Linked DNA regions of Mus musculus: region 2 is linked to region 1. A link is a contact called in public HiChIP or PLAC-seq data. All regions are on one chromosome and are shown on one strand. Each heading gives the region's core, a stretch centred on a gene start, on an enhancer-like site or on the middle of the called end of the contact. The rest is flanking DNA. Distances are from core to core; before and after follow the strand shown. Region 1 overlaps Eps8 (epidermal growth factor receptor pathway substrate 8). Region 2 has its middle 6.0 kb from the start of Gm38915.

What was found. HiChIP or PLAC-seq counts read pairs in DNA pulled down with a chosen protein or histone mark.
Region 2: a contact with region 1 is called in an H3K4me3 HiChIP or PLAC-seq map of bone marrow-derived macrophages, with 3 times the contacts expected there. The contact joins two enhancer-like sites. A contact is called at or near these places in 1 of 484 Hi-C or Micro-C datasets (nephron progenitors), 2 of 115 datasets of contacts at active chromatin or transcription factors (bone marrow-derived macrophages and embryonic stem cells) and 2 of 9 other capture datasets (embryonic stem cells and liver).

Annotation. Positions count from the first base shown.
Region 1 is chr6:137,580,209-137,586,198 of GRCm38.p6, reverse strand. The region is part of intron 2 of Eps8 (epidermal growth factor receptor pathway substrate 8); the gene reads left to right. Among named protein-coding and RNA genes, the nearest start is that of Eps8, 66 kb to the left of the region's middle. Within about 2 kb of position 3,713, at least 103 of the 459 cell types and tissues checked have an H3K27ac peak or open chromatin away from gene starts, as enhancers often do. A contact at or near this core is called in bone marrow-derived macrophages, where this site is marked.
Region 2 is chr6:137,694,137-137,700,126 of GRCm38.p6, reverse strand. No RefSeq gene overlaps it. Among named protein-coding and RNA genes, the nearest start is that of Gm38915, 6.0 kb to the left of the region's middle. Within about 2 kb of position 3,081, at least 71 of the 459 cell types and tissues checked have an H3K27ac peak or open chromatin away from gene starts, as enhancers often do. A contact at or near this core is called in bone marrow-derived macrophages, where this site is marked.

The sequences.
Region 1 (5,990 bases), core at 2,464-4,963:
GTTATGAACAGGTCATTTTTATCATAGGTAGATTGGCTCTTACTTTGGGAACCAAACAAAATTGATGCTGTATTTTATATAGTTCTGATAAAATCAGAAAATGGAAAGTTATCTTAAATGAACTATTATTCAATAATGAATAGGGCCTGGTGTATAGATGCTGGAAATTTAAATTCCTTCAGACCGTAGTGTGAAGGTTCAATACAGATAGATACTTAGTGTATATTGCAAGGATATATGTGCATGGTGGGACTCAGGCTCCTGGCAAGTGCTCTCTGAGCAGTAGAAGTGTCCTTGGGATTTTAATGGAAAGAATGAAAAGTGAGCTAGGCCTGTAAAAGACAAGAGGATAGGAAGGAAGATGTGGATAGGAAAAAAGTGGGAGGGAGGGAGAGGGAAGGGGAGGGGGGAGAGGAGAGAGAGAGAGAGAGAGAGAGAGAGAGAGAGAGAGAGAGAGAGAGAGAGAGATCTCATAACCATAGCCATAGGGAGCTACTTTCAGATCTAGGCCTTTGAAAATGTACTATAAGTCTTGTCTTGTCTTCTCTTCTCTTCATCTTCTTCTTCCTCCTCCTCCCCGACCCCCAGACTTGAGACAGGATCTCACTCTATAGCTTCTAATGACCTAGAACTCACTATGGAGACTGTGCTGGTCTTGACCTTATACTGAGTCTCCCGCCTCTGTCTTGAATGTGCTAAGATTGCAGGCATGCTCCGTTGGTCCTGGCCCTGGAGTAATTTGGAAACAATTATACAAGAAGGGGGTGGAGTTGCACAAACCTGGGGAGTTAGTCATATGAAGTGGAGCTTTAAGTAAATGCCTCTATCCATCATATGGGTTGGGATCACAGAGAATGTAGTCATTGAGTAGCAAGGAACTGACTATAAATCAACAGGGCAAAGACGACAGGCAAGCCTCCAAAGTCCTAGGAATAAGCAACACACTCTAATAGTTTTTAGGGTAAGGAGAAATTCTGGAGAAATAAGTAAACATGAGCTGGAGGTGGCTTAGTCGGTACTCATGGCATATGAACACAAAGCCCCAGGATCAGATCCCCCAGCATTCAAATAAAAACTGAGTGCGACAGTGTAGGTCTGCAGTCCCAGCAATAGGGAGGTGGGGATAGGGACTTATTAGAGAGCCCTGGCTAGCCAGCATAGCTGCGAAGATGAGGTCCAGGGTTAGAGAGAGACCTTGTCTCAAAAAATAAGGCGGAGTGTGATCAAGAAAGACACCTGATGTTGATCTCTGGTCTTCCAATACATGAACACACCCATGAGCATACACTCCCCTTCTATACACACACACACACACACACACACACAAATGCACACTAAAAATACATTAAACCAACTAGAAATGAAAGCAGGATGTGCCAAAATTATCCAACTCTGTAGGATATAATTAAAGCCGCGTTAGAAGTAACAAAAACTGCTGTATCAGAAATACTCTGAGCCTTTGACTCCTTTGCCTCCAGAAATAGCAGCCGAGGGATGAGGAAAGAACCCTTGGACTTGAAGAAGGAAATGGAAACTTTCCAAACCGAGAAGCAAAGAATGAAAAAGCATTGAGCAGAATATCTAAAACTTCAAGACAGCCAGGCGGGGCGTACTCTATTCATAATGAAAATACCGTAAGAAAAGGAAGAAATCAAAAGAAACAAAATCAAAAGAAGGGAGAAGTAGTTGAGAATTTTCCAAAATTAATGACAACCATCAAAGAATGGGGTACACTCCCTAGCACCCACAGATAGTGTATATTCCTCAAGCCATAGGAATCCCCAAAACAAAGAGAAGATCTTAAAAGGAGCCAAAGGGATAGGAGATTACGTCGCTTTAGAAGGACAGAGTGAGAATATCATTCCTGGTGTTTTAAGAAGCTCTGAAGATCAATCAGTGTCCTATAGTGTCAGAAAAACCAAGCTGGAAATTAGTGTCCAGCAAAATTATACCTCAGAAATGATAGAGGAGTGTGAAGTCTCTCAAGGGGCCAGCAGGTTGTAATCTGACCTCCACATCTGTGCCTTACCTGTGTGTCTTCCTATGTGCACACAACCAAAGTAAATATACCTGAAATTAATCTCTAGCAAAGCCTCTCTCAAATAGAATAAGAAGAGTCCAGCTGGGAATTTTTCACAAATCGGGTGTGTGCCACTTTGGAGGACATGCTGAAGGAAATAAGATTTGTGCATATTTTCTTCCATTCTAGCCCTTGTTTGTTTGTTTGTTTGTTTTTCTTAACTGAACATTTTGTGCCCATTTTTATTTACTTGAAATTTCCTTCAAAAGCCTGATATCAAAATATCCCATATGTATAGCATTTCTGCATACATCACTTCTGCAGCAGACGTGATGGCCTTCTGGAATCTCAGACATAAAACATTATTTGCATTCAGAATAAACTCAGGAGATAGAAATGCAAACAGCAGAACCAGTGTCCTTGGGCTTTACGTTTTGTAAGAAGTTCTGTGTTCTTCTCTGAGTGCTCCTCCCAGTGTGAGTTGTCGTGTGGACCTTCAGACCCTTCAAGTTTATTGGATCAGTGTGTCACTCAGCAGGGCGTTCCCAAGAATCTCTGTGTTTGTATGATATTCTCCAAGTCTTTCTAGAAAAGAACCCTCTTTCCGTACACCAGGACCTGAGATTGCTAAAGGGCTACTCCTATGGCTTCTTCAACTTCACCTCCTGGGTCGTCAGTAGTTTGGCCCAGGACACTGGGTGAATTCCACACACAAACACACACGCAAGTCACCCCCTGGTTTCAAAATGGCACCCGTGAGCTGGCTTCTGTGTCTGTTTCTGAGCTTGTTACCATGGCAATGAATTGTCTGTCTAGTTTTGTAGTTGGCATGATTCTCCTGGCTTAGGGCACCTGTGTTTTCTTACTACCAGTTGATCACATGTTGGACAACAGGTTAAATTTCTATCACAAAGGAGCAGGGGGGCAGAGGGCAAAAGTGGGGATTTAGTAGAATTAGCTACCTCAATGCTCCTAAGTTCCCGATTGTTTCCTTTCAGTGGGAGCTAGCAGAAGCTTCTCCACGTCCCATGGTTCCTCGCCCCTCAGAACTGGTAGAGAATGGTTATTCCTACTGCCGACAAGCCTTGTACTTTGGAGGACCATTATGGAAGAAGTAAATCAAAGCTGACGATGGCATTTGAGACAGGAAACTCACTTGCCCGTCCTTTATTTTAATGAGTCAACACTGACATTTTTTTGCTTTACTGTATGTAAGCTGTAACCATGAGTAACTTGTTTTAAAGTTCACATCTACAACCTTAAAACAAATGTTAAAATATGATGTAATATCGGGGGATGTAAGAGGTGAAAATAAAATGAAATGCTGATGTTAGGAGAGATGTGCATTCCATGTGCCCAAAGGAAAAGATGCCCGACCAGGTCTTCCCCCGAGACACAAGCTAAGCTGCGGAGAATCCTAGATCTGTCTTCAGTCAGATATTAAGTGATCCCAGAAGCTGTCGGCAGCATGGGGGATGTGAGCAGTATGGGCGTGGTTGGTGAAGGGTGACTCAGAGTGAACTGAAGAAATGAAAAGCATTTGTTGGGTGCGATGGTGATTTAAGGGAGATCATGAACTTTGAACGCAGGAAAAAATCTCACTTGCTGAATTACGGCCATTGTTGTCTCACCCGTAAGTCTGTCACATATGACAACATTCATTTTAGTCCACTTGTGGATGTGACACATCACCTCCCGCTTGTGACTCAGCGTGCACAGAGGGGTGTTGCAGTTCTCCACACTGCGTTACACAGTATCCACCCTCTCACCTTCACTTCCGCATCATTCACGGAAGGCACAGTCATTTCTGCATCTAGGCTGACCACGTGACAGCACAGAGGACCGTTTCTCAGGAGGCAGGGGGGACAGGGGAGAGCTTGTGACCAGCTAGATTTACAAAAGGGTAGAAACCGCCATCACATCACACTTGGTCACAGCGGAAGGCTGAGAAGTGATATTGTCCCTTGGAAATCTGCTTCTTGTTTCCATCCTGCTATGAGGATAACTTTCTATGTCTGTGATGTGTGTGTCAAGAAAACATTATGTTGTGTGTATTTGTGTATTTTCAACATTTGCTGAGATCTGAGGGGAATCTAGGGTTTTGCCAAAAACCCTTCCCTTTTTTAATACTTTTTGTTTCTGATTTGTTTTGCTTTTTGAGACAGATTCTCACATAGCACTGCTTGGCCTCAAACTTACTATGCAGCCAAAGGTGGCCACGAACTCTTGATCTTCCTACCTCTGCCTCCCGTGTAATGGGATTATAGGCATGTACCACACCACACCTGGCTTCTAGACCATTCTTGTAAGCCATCTGGCTGGTGTCAGCACTGTGGGACTTTACTCAGAATTTTCTCCGGGAACTTAGGCACATGTCTGAGCTCTGTGGAGTTTGTATTGCCTCATCCAGGGATCTGTTTATAAGGCTTTCTGTCTGACAACCACAGGGACTGACTCTGCTCTCCTCAAAGAAGAGGAGAGAACTCCAGATTCCTCTACATGTGAGTCCATCACTGGTGGTCCCTGTTTCTGTTGTCCTTATTTATCAACTTTTCTGCTTTGGCTTGGTTCTTCAACATGGACTTCCTACAAAAGACATTCCAAGCTTTCTGGCTTCTATCGTCCTTTCATTTCGTTTGGGAGATAGCCAGATACCAACTCCCTCCAGAGCTTTCCGAACTGTAGGAGAGAAGGCAGCTGGCTTCCTGGGGCCAGCTTGACTGCCCACTTAGGTTTTACTACCAGCTTCTCAGTAGCTACTGTGTTGAAGCCACTTCTGCTGTATCCTCTTCTTGTTCTTCCTCCTCCTCCTCCTCTCTCTCCTTCCTCTCCTCCTCCTTGAGAGCCAGAGTCTTACCAGGTAGTCTCTCGGATGACCTCACATTTCTGGGCATCTTCTTGCCTTAGTCTTAAAAGTGTGGTGACTGCAGGCACTTGTCACAGTGCTAAGAGGAAATTTCTTCACCTTTCCTTATTTGAAGATTATCTTTATGTGTGTGTGTGTGTGTGTGTGTGTGTGTGCGTGTGTCCACACGCACACATGTCACATGTGTAGGCATGCCTCTGGAGGCCTAAAGAGCCAGCTAGAGTGATTATGAGCTGCCGGGTATGGATGCTGAGCTGAACTTGGGTCTCCTGGAAGAGAAGAAAGCTCTCTTAGCACTGGACGACCTCTTTAGCCCTGCCTTACATCTAAGCATGGTTTTGTTAGACTGATGTTGCAGTTACTGTTTATGGTGTCTGCTGTGGACATGCTGCTTGTATGTTCTATGTGTCTCTCTTCATCTGTGTTTTTGTTTTTCCTAAAGAACAGATTCCACATCTTTTTGCTAAAGCAGACATCCCACTCTTAGGAAAATCTCGGCTAACACGTAAGATGCCTGTGTGATAAATACACACTACTCCGCCTTAATTAAGGGAGCTGTATATTTGCTTACCATCTCCTGTCCTTGCAAAGTGTTGAGTCAAGCCTGCTGCCATAAGATCTTTGCAGAGCTGATGAACAAAGCCAGGGCTTCACAGCAGTGAATCACTGTGTGAGTAAAGGTCCCAGTGCAGGCCTGTTTGATGAGGCTACTAAATATACGAGAATAAAAAATAATCAAAATGTGGGGATTGAGCTATAGCTCATTGATGAAGAGCTGGGCGGCATGGCAGTCTCTCAACACACACACACACACATACACACACATGCACACACATACACACATACACATGCACACAGAGTGCGCGCACACACATGCACACACCATGCACACACACATACACACACATGCACACATATATACACATGCACACATACACACACATGTGCACACAATTGCGCACACTTACACAAACACACACACATACACACACATACACATGCACACACACATGCGCACACCATGCACATACATACACAAACACATACACACATGCATACACACCATGCACACATGCACACACATGCATGATGCACTCACAAATA
Region 2 (5,990 bases), core at 1,832-4,331, 110 kb before region 1:
TAAGAAGTATGTACTAGCATAGAAACTCATTTAACAGTGTTAAGTGAAAGGAACCATTGTGTTACTTTGTAGAGCAGATCTGTAAAATGTACACGTCTCAAAATTTTCTATCATTAAGCAACAGCTTATGGAATTTTATATCATTAAAGCAACAGCTTCGCATTTCCCACTGCCTCTGGCTCTCACAACCATAGCATAGCGTTTGCTGCTCTAAGTTGACCTGGAAACCCTTCATGAACAAAGCCACACAATGTCTATGCTTCTGTGACTGGCTTATGAGGTTTCTCTCATGTGGGGATTTGGTATAACCTATCCACGTGAAGATCTGGAAACGCCTAACCGTGTGAAGTCTGATAAGGGCCATCCATGTGGGGATTCGGCACAGCCTGTTCATGTGAGGCGCTGCTACATCCTCTCCATTTTTAACAGCTCCCTCTCTATGTATTCGGTGGGGTGATGTGGTTATTCTGTGTTCTCTCATCATTATGCCAATTATACTTTTCAAACACTTTTAATTTGCAGTCTGCTAATAGGACTCTTGAGGAAAGTGAATGTTAATTAGGTCTCCAGTGACACATTTTAATTATACGTCTCATTCTGTAGCTGAGGTTCAATGGTAGACTGTGGTAGGGGGCAATCAACCATGGTGAACAACTGTATGGTCTGTAGTTATGTCTGTGGTAGCAGAAGACCTTGGGAATTTTCCTAGTCTGGATGTTAGAAGGAAGGAGACTTAAATTTACTGAATTAAATCGAGTTCTGTTTCGTTCTACCCCAATTATCTGGAAGTAAAATGAGGAAAACTTCACTCTCTATTCTGAGGCTTCAGAGTTGCTAGGGAAACAAGGCGCTTACAAGTTAGACAGACATAACAGAATATGTGATGAGGCAGCATCAAATTTGGTTATCTGAGAGATATGAGAATCCACAACATGTCTTTTTGTCACATTAGTTTAGTCCATGCCTGTTCCCGTGGGAGTCAATTCTGTCTTTCCAGCAATGGGGGTGCAGGAATCAAACTCAGGTTGTCAAACTTGGCATCGAGTGCCCTTATCCAGTGGATTATTATTATGCCAGACTGAGATTTCAAAGAAGAGAGAGCAGACTGGGAAGAGCACGCTAGAGCGACCCCAGATAGTGTTGGGTTGGTGGATTGACCCAGAGAAACTGAGTGCTGTGGAAACATTCAGGCTTGGATAATATCTCCAACACGGGTTTGCTTTAACTTTGATCATACTCTGTTTCCAAGACAGTAAGGGGTGACAAATGAAGGCTGTTTACTACTAGAGGACGAACACACTGGACTGCTATTCACTGTGAGCTATTCTGATCGTCATAGTCCAAAAGCATGGATATTACACTGTTTGCTTGAAATATATGGAAAATAATGACACATGAGGGATGGCCAATACCACAGACAAGATGTTCATACCAGTTCTAATTTTCTAGTTTTTTTTGTTTGTCAGTTTAAGGAAAACCTTAGTAATGATTTTCCCCCAGCCTTTATACACTAAAAAAGTGAAGCTATCCTAACATATAGTTACAAATAAACACAAAGGCAAGGGTAGAGAATATTAATTTCCCATTATCTCAAGAATGTCACAAAGTATAAAATATTTCCTCTTGTCTTTGAAGTATATCTGTTCTGAGGCACTCTGGGATCAACAATTTCTTTTAACTTCTACAATAGAGCTGTGAGGGGAAAATCATGGTTTACACATAGCTCCATTCTATTGAGTGACCCATTTGCAAAGCCACATTTCACTATGTGTGACAAGAGAAAGCATTTTAAATGGCTATTTATAGCTGGTGTTATATCATATGGGGCAATATTATTAGTCGAAAAAGCCAGTAATTGAATGTTGTAATTCATTCATTTATGACCTTACCATTTTGCAGCATTTTTAATAGCAATTTCTTTTACAAGCTATTACAAGTGGGTTGAAAGCTGGTTAGATATTCTTAAGAGTAGAAGTCTACTTCTCCCAGCTATAAATTCTTTATCTAGTAAACACAAGTTCATCTTGTGAGCTCAGAATAGGGAACTGAGCTTCTCTTAGGCTGTTTAGTTCATCTTGAATGTATCTCCTTTATAACTGAAGGAAGAACCATGCTTGTAAACGCTCCCTGAGCCCTTGAAAGCATCAGCAAGCACTGCTACCAGGAATCCATCCTGTACATAGCCCTGGGATCAGTATTGATTCTGACATTAAATAAATGGCCCCAATCTTTTTTTAAACACTCAAGGCTAAAAGTAATACAATCTCAAGGAAAAAGAGGGAAAATATAGGCATGGGGGATGGAGGGAAGCCAGGCTTAGATGCCATTGCATCAGCAAATGGCCTCATTGTCTTTGGAAGCTATAACTGGTCTCATCTCAGGCTGGAGAGAAAGGAGGATGAAGGTATTTTCGCATCCATGTCTAGTCTATCGAACTGGAGAGCTTCTTGCATTTTCGCTGAAGGTTGTACACTACCCAGAGAAGCCGATGGCACAAGGTTGCCAAAATTCAGCTCAGAAATTCAGCCTGGACTTGCCAATGTGTATGTCTTGCTGAAACTATGTCTGAATGAAGGAGTTTAGGGTTAGTTGCCTTTCTGCTACTAGGATGAGTGCCTGAGATGATCAACTTATGAAGGGTTTTGTCTTGGCTCACAGTTTTGGTGGTTGCAGTCCTTGAACCATTGACTTTGTTGTTTGGAGCATAAGGTGGTGTGGCACATCATGATGGAACATCACCTAGTGGACATAAAGTGAAAGAGCAGAAAGGAAACAATGCTGACCACACTATTCCCTGCACTTGAAGCCTTCCAGGAGGCTCTGCCTCTCAGTTATTACCACCAGCTCACCTGGGACTAAGCTTTCCAAAGTTAAGGACATACTTTTTGTTTAATTTCTCACTAAGGCTGTATCGACCAATGATGATTCTGCTGGCTTCCAGAGCCCAGGCACTAGCCTACCAAGAGAATCCTGAATGGCTGAGATAAAACCTCCTTAAGCTGGTTCCTCTACTGAAACGAGTGTCTCCTACTGTGTGAAAAGCTGCGCAGAGAGCCACGAGTTCTCTCAGCATATGCTGAAGATAATCCTCGCTCAACGCCTTCAACAGGGGAGAAAGAGGAAGTGTTCCAGCTTCACAAAAGGCTATTGTAGATGTCACTTCTCCCCTTCCTGTTATAGAATGTAAAGAAATATTTAGCTGCAAGACAAAACATGTCACTGGTCCTTGGCAGGAATCCTTATCACCTGCTAAATAGCTCTATTGTGTGACTGGCAAACACATTTTGTAATTCCATAGCTGACATCTCTATTCAAACCCACAAAGCTTTACTTTATAAAACTTCTCCGCCTTTCAAAATCTACTTCCTCTACCCTTTTGCAAGGCTCCAGGCAAATTCTACTTTATTGAAAACACACTTCCTTCTTCCCTCCTGAACACTGTAATACCCCAGCTCCCTCCCTGTCTGTGTGTCTGTCAAATAGTTGTCACACTATTGGGTTGATGCAATGCAGGGCCCAGACTGTGGCTCAAATCCACTCATGGGGGACAGACCACCAATGGCACAGTGCCCCTCAAATCCACTCAGCAGAGAGCGGAGCACAGGGGCATAGTGTGAGGAAGAGCAGTCGCAGCAGGAAGAGAAACTGGGAGAAAAGATGAAGTTGGCAGTTGTGGCAGCTTCAGGGTAGTGAGAAGAGAGTCTGGATGCTTAACATAGAAAAGCCCACCATGCTCCATTCTTCAGGATACCAGGGAAGAACATGCAATTGATAGAACCTGTGGACCAACAAGGAGAGTTCCCGAATCCATCAGAGTCTGCAAAGGAAAGGTAGGTTAGCTAAGAGGTTAGATTTCACCTGGTGCATACCCTGACACACATTAGACATCTGTTGTCCTGCTAGTTGGTTACTCGGGACTTCTTGTTTATCTTGTGCAGATGATGAGTGAGGAGTTATGTTATATCCTACAATACCACCACCATCATCACCACCACCAATAACAACAACAATATCACCACCATCATCATCACCACCCCCTCCACCATCACCACCACCATCATCACCACCATCACCGCCATCACCAACACCAATAACAACAACGACCACCACCACCATCACCACTGCTACCACTGCCATCACCATAAGCATCACCTCTGTGACAAATTGCCTTTGTGCAAAGCTGTTGCCCACTCATTCACTGTATAATTATTTTATTCCTCATCTCCTAATGTTTATCTTTGAGTGTGAAGATAATGCGGGTCCAGTGGGTTTACTTGTATTGAGTAAGATGCTGGGAAACAAAACGACTCTACGAATCACAGGGCCAGGTGGCCTTTGTCTCCTGAACTCAGAAGGTAGAAGAAGGCAGATTAAGAGTTCAAGTTCATCCAACTATAGAACAAGTTCGAGGTCAGTCTGAGGTATGAGTCCCTGTCTCAAAAACAAAAATAAGAACAAACAACAACAAAAACCCAAACCCAAACAAATAAAATATCCAACTACTTAAACCAGTGTGTCTGGGAGACGCCCTTAGTTTCTCTTTGATGTCTTTGTTCGTATTAGTCCTCCTGCCCTTTCACTTCCACATGCCTGAGACCTAGTAAAATATAACATGCTAATAGATTCCTATCCTGTTGCACGAAGTATGACTTCAATTTTGCTTCAACTTAACAAGCAAATTTAGAGGTGACCCGAGATAGGAACATAGAAGACAGCCCAGATGCCACGGTCCTACAAGGTCCGTAAGACTGTTGGATTACCATAGTTTCATAGACTAGCTGGACTTGACAATTTAATTTTGCCTGTAGGGAAAATGCTTCAAAATCCAGGCACAGTCAAGGCCTTTCTGCAGAGGATCCTGGCCATGCAAGAAAGAACATCAAGGACTGACGAGTGAGCTGTATGAAGGTCAGAGCTACAGAGCAGCAAATGAAACAGTGCCCAGCTCGAGGAGACGGCCTACAGGAACGTAGGTGTGTGTGAATCAACATCTGCTGTCCGATAGGACATTTATCTCTAGACTATATAAAGAACCCCCCACATTAAACAACAAAATGGTCCCCTCAAATAACCCAATTAACAAATAGGTGAGTGAAGTGAAAAATGATCAAAAGATAAAGCACAAGTGGCCAAGAAACGTATAGAAAAATGTTCAAAATCCTTAACCTTCAGTGAAATATAAATTAAAATTGCCAACAGCACTTAGGACTCGGAGGCGGGAAGATCAGCATTCAAGACTTTTCTCAGCGATGCAGTGGATGTAAGTGGGAATCCCGAAGGTGGACGGAGAAAGACCACTGACCCAAAGCATCACGGCCAAATTAATTCAAGCAAGCAACTGATATTACAAGCCTTTTTATTCATGTGCATGGGCTGCCCCTACTCTAAAGCAAGGCTGTAGAGCTCAGCACTGGATGTGAGGAAGAGAAGGTTTTTATAGCTCAGGGATATGTGGCTTCCAAATGAGGACAAATAGACGGGTTACAGGAGCAGAGCAGAGCCCATGGTCAAAACAAGGAAATCACAAGAAGCAGTCCTAAGGAGGAAGTCATAGGAAGTCATACGGCCTTTTGAAACAAGGTAAGGTTGCAAGATAGCTATAATCAACTTTCTGAAACAGAAACATGATTGCCATTCCTGGAACAGGAAGTACAGAACCATTTGTAGTTAAGGTTACAGGCAGAGCCCAGCCCAATCCTTGAGAGACAGAGGTTTTTTTTTTTCCTTAGGTATTTTCCTCATTTACATTTCCAATGCTATACCAAAAGTCCCCCATACCCACCCCCCCAATCCCCTACTCACCCACTCCCCCTTTTTGGCCCTGGCGTTCCCCTGTACTGGGGCATATAAAGTTTGCAAGTCCAAAGGGCCTCTCTTTCCAGTGATGGCTAACTAGGCCATCTTCTGATACATATGCAGCTAGAGACAAGAGCTCCGGGGTACTGGTTAGTTCATATTATTGTTCCACATATAGGGTTGCAGTTCCCTTT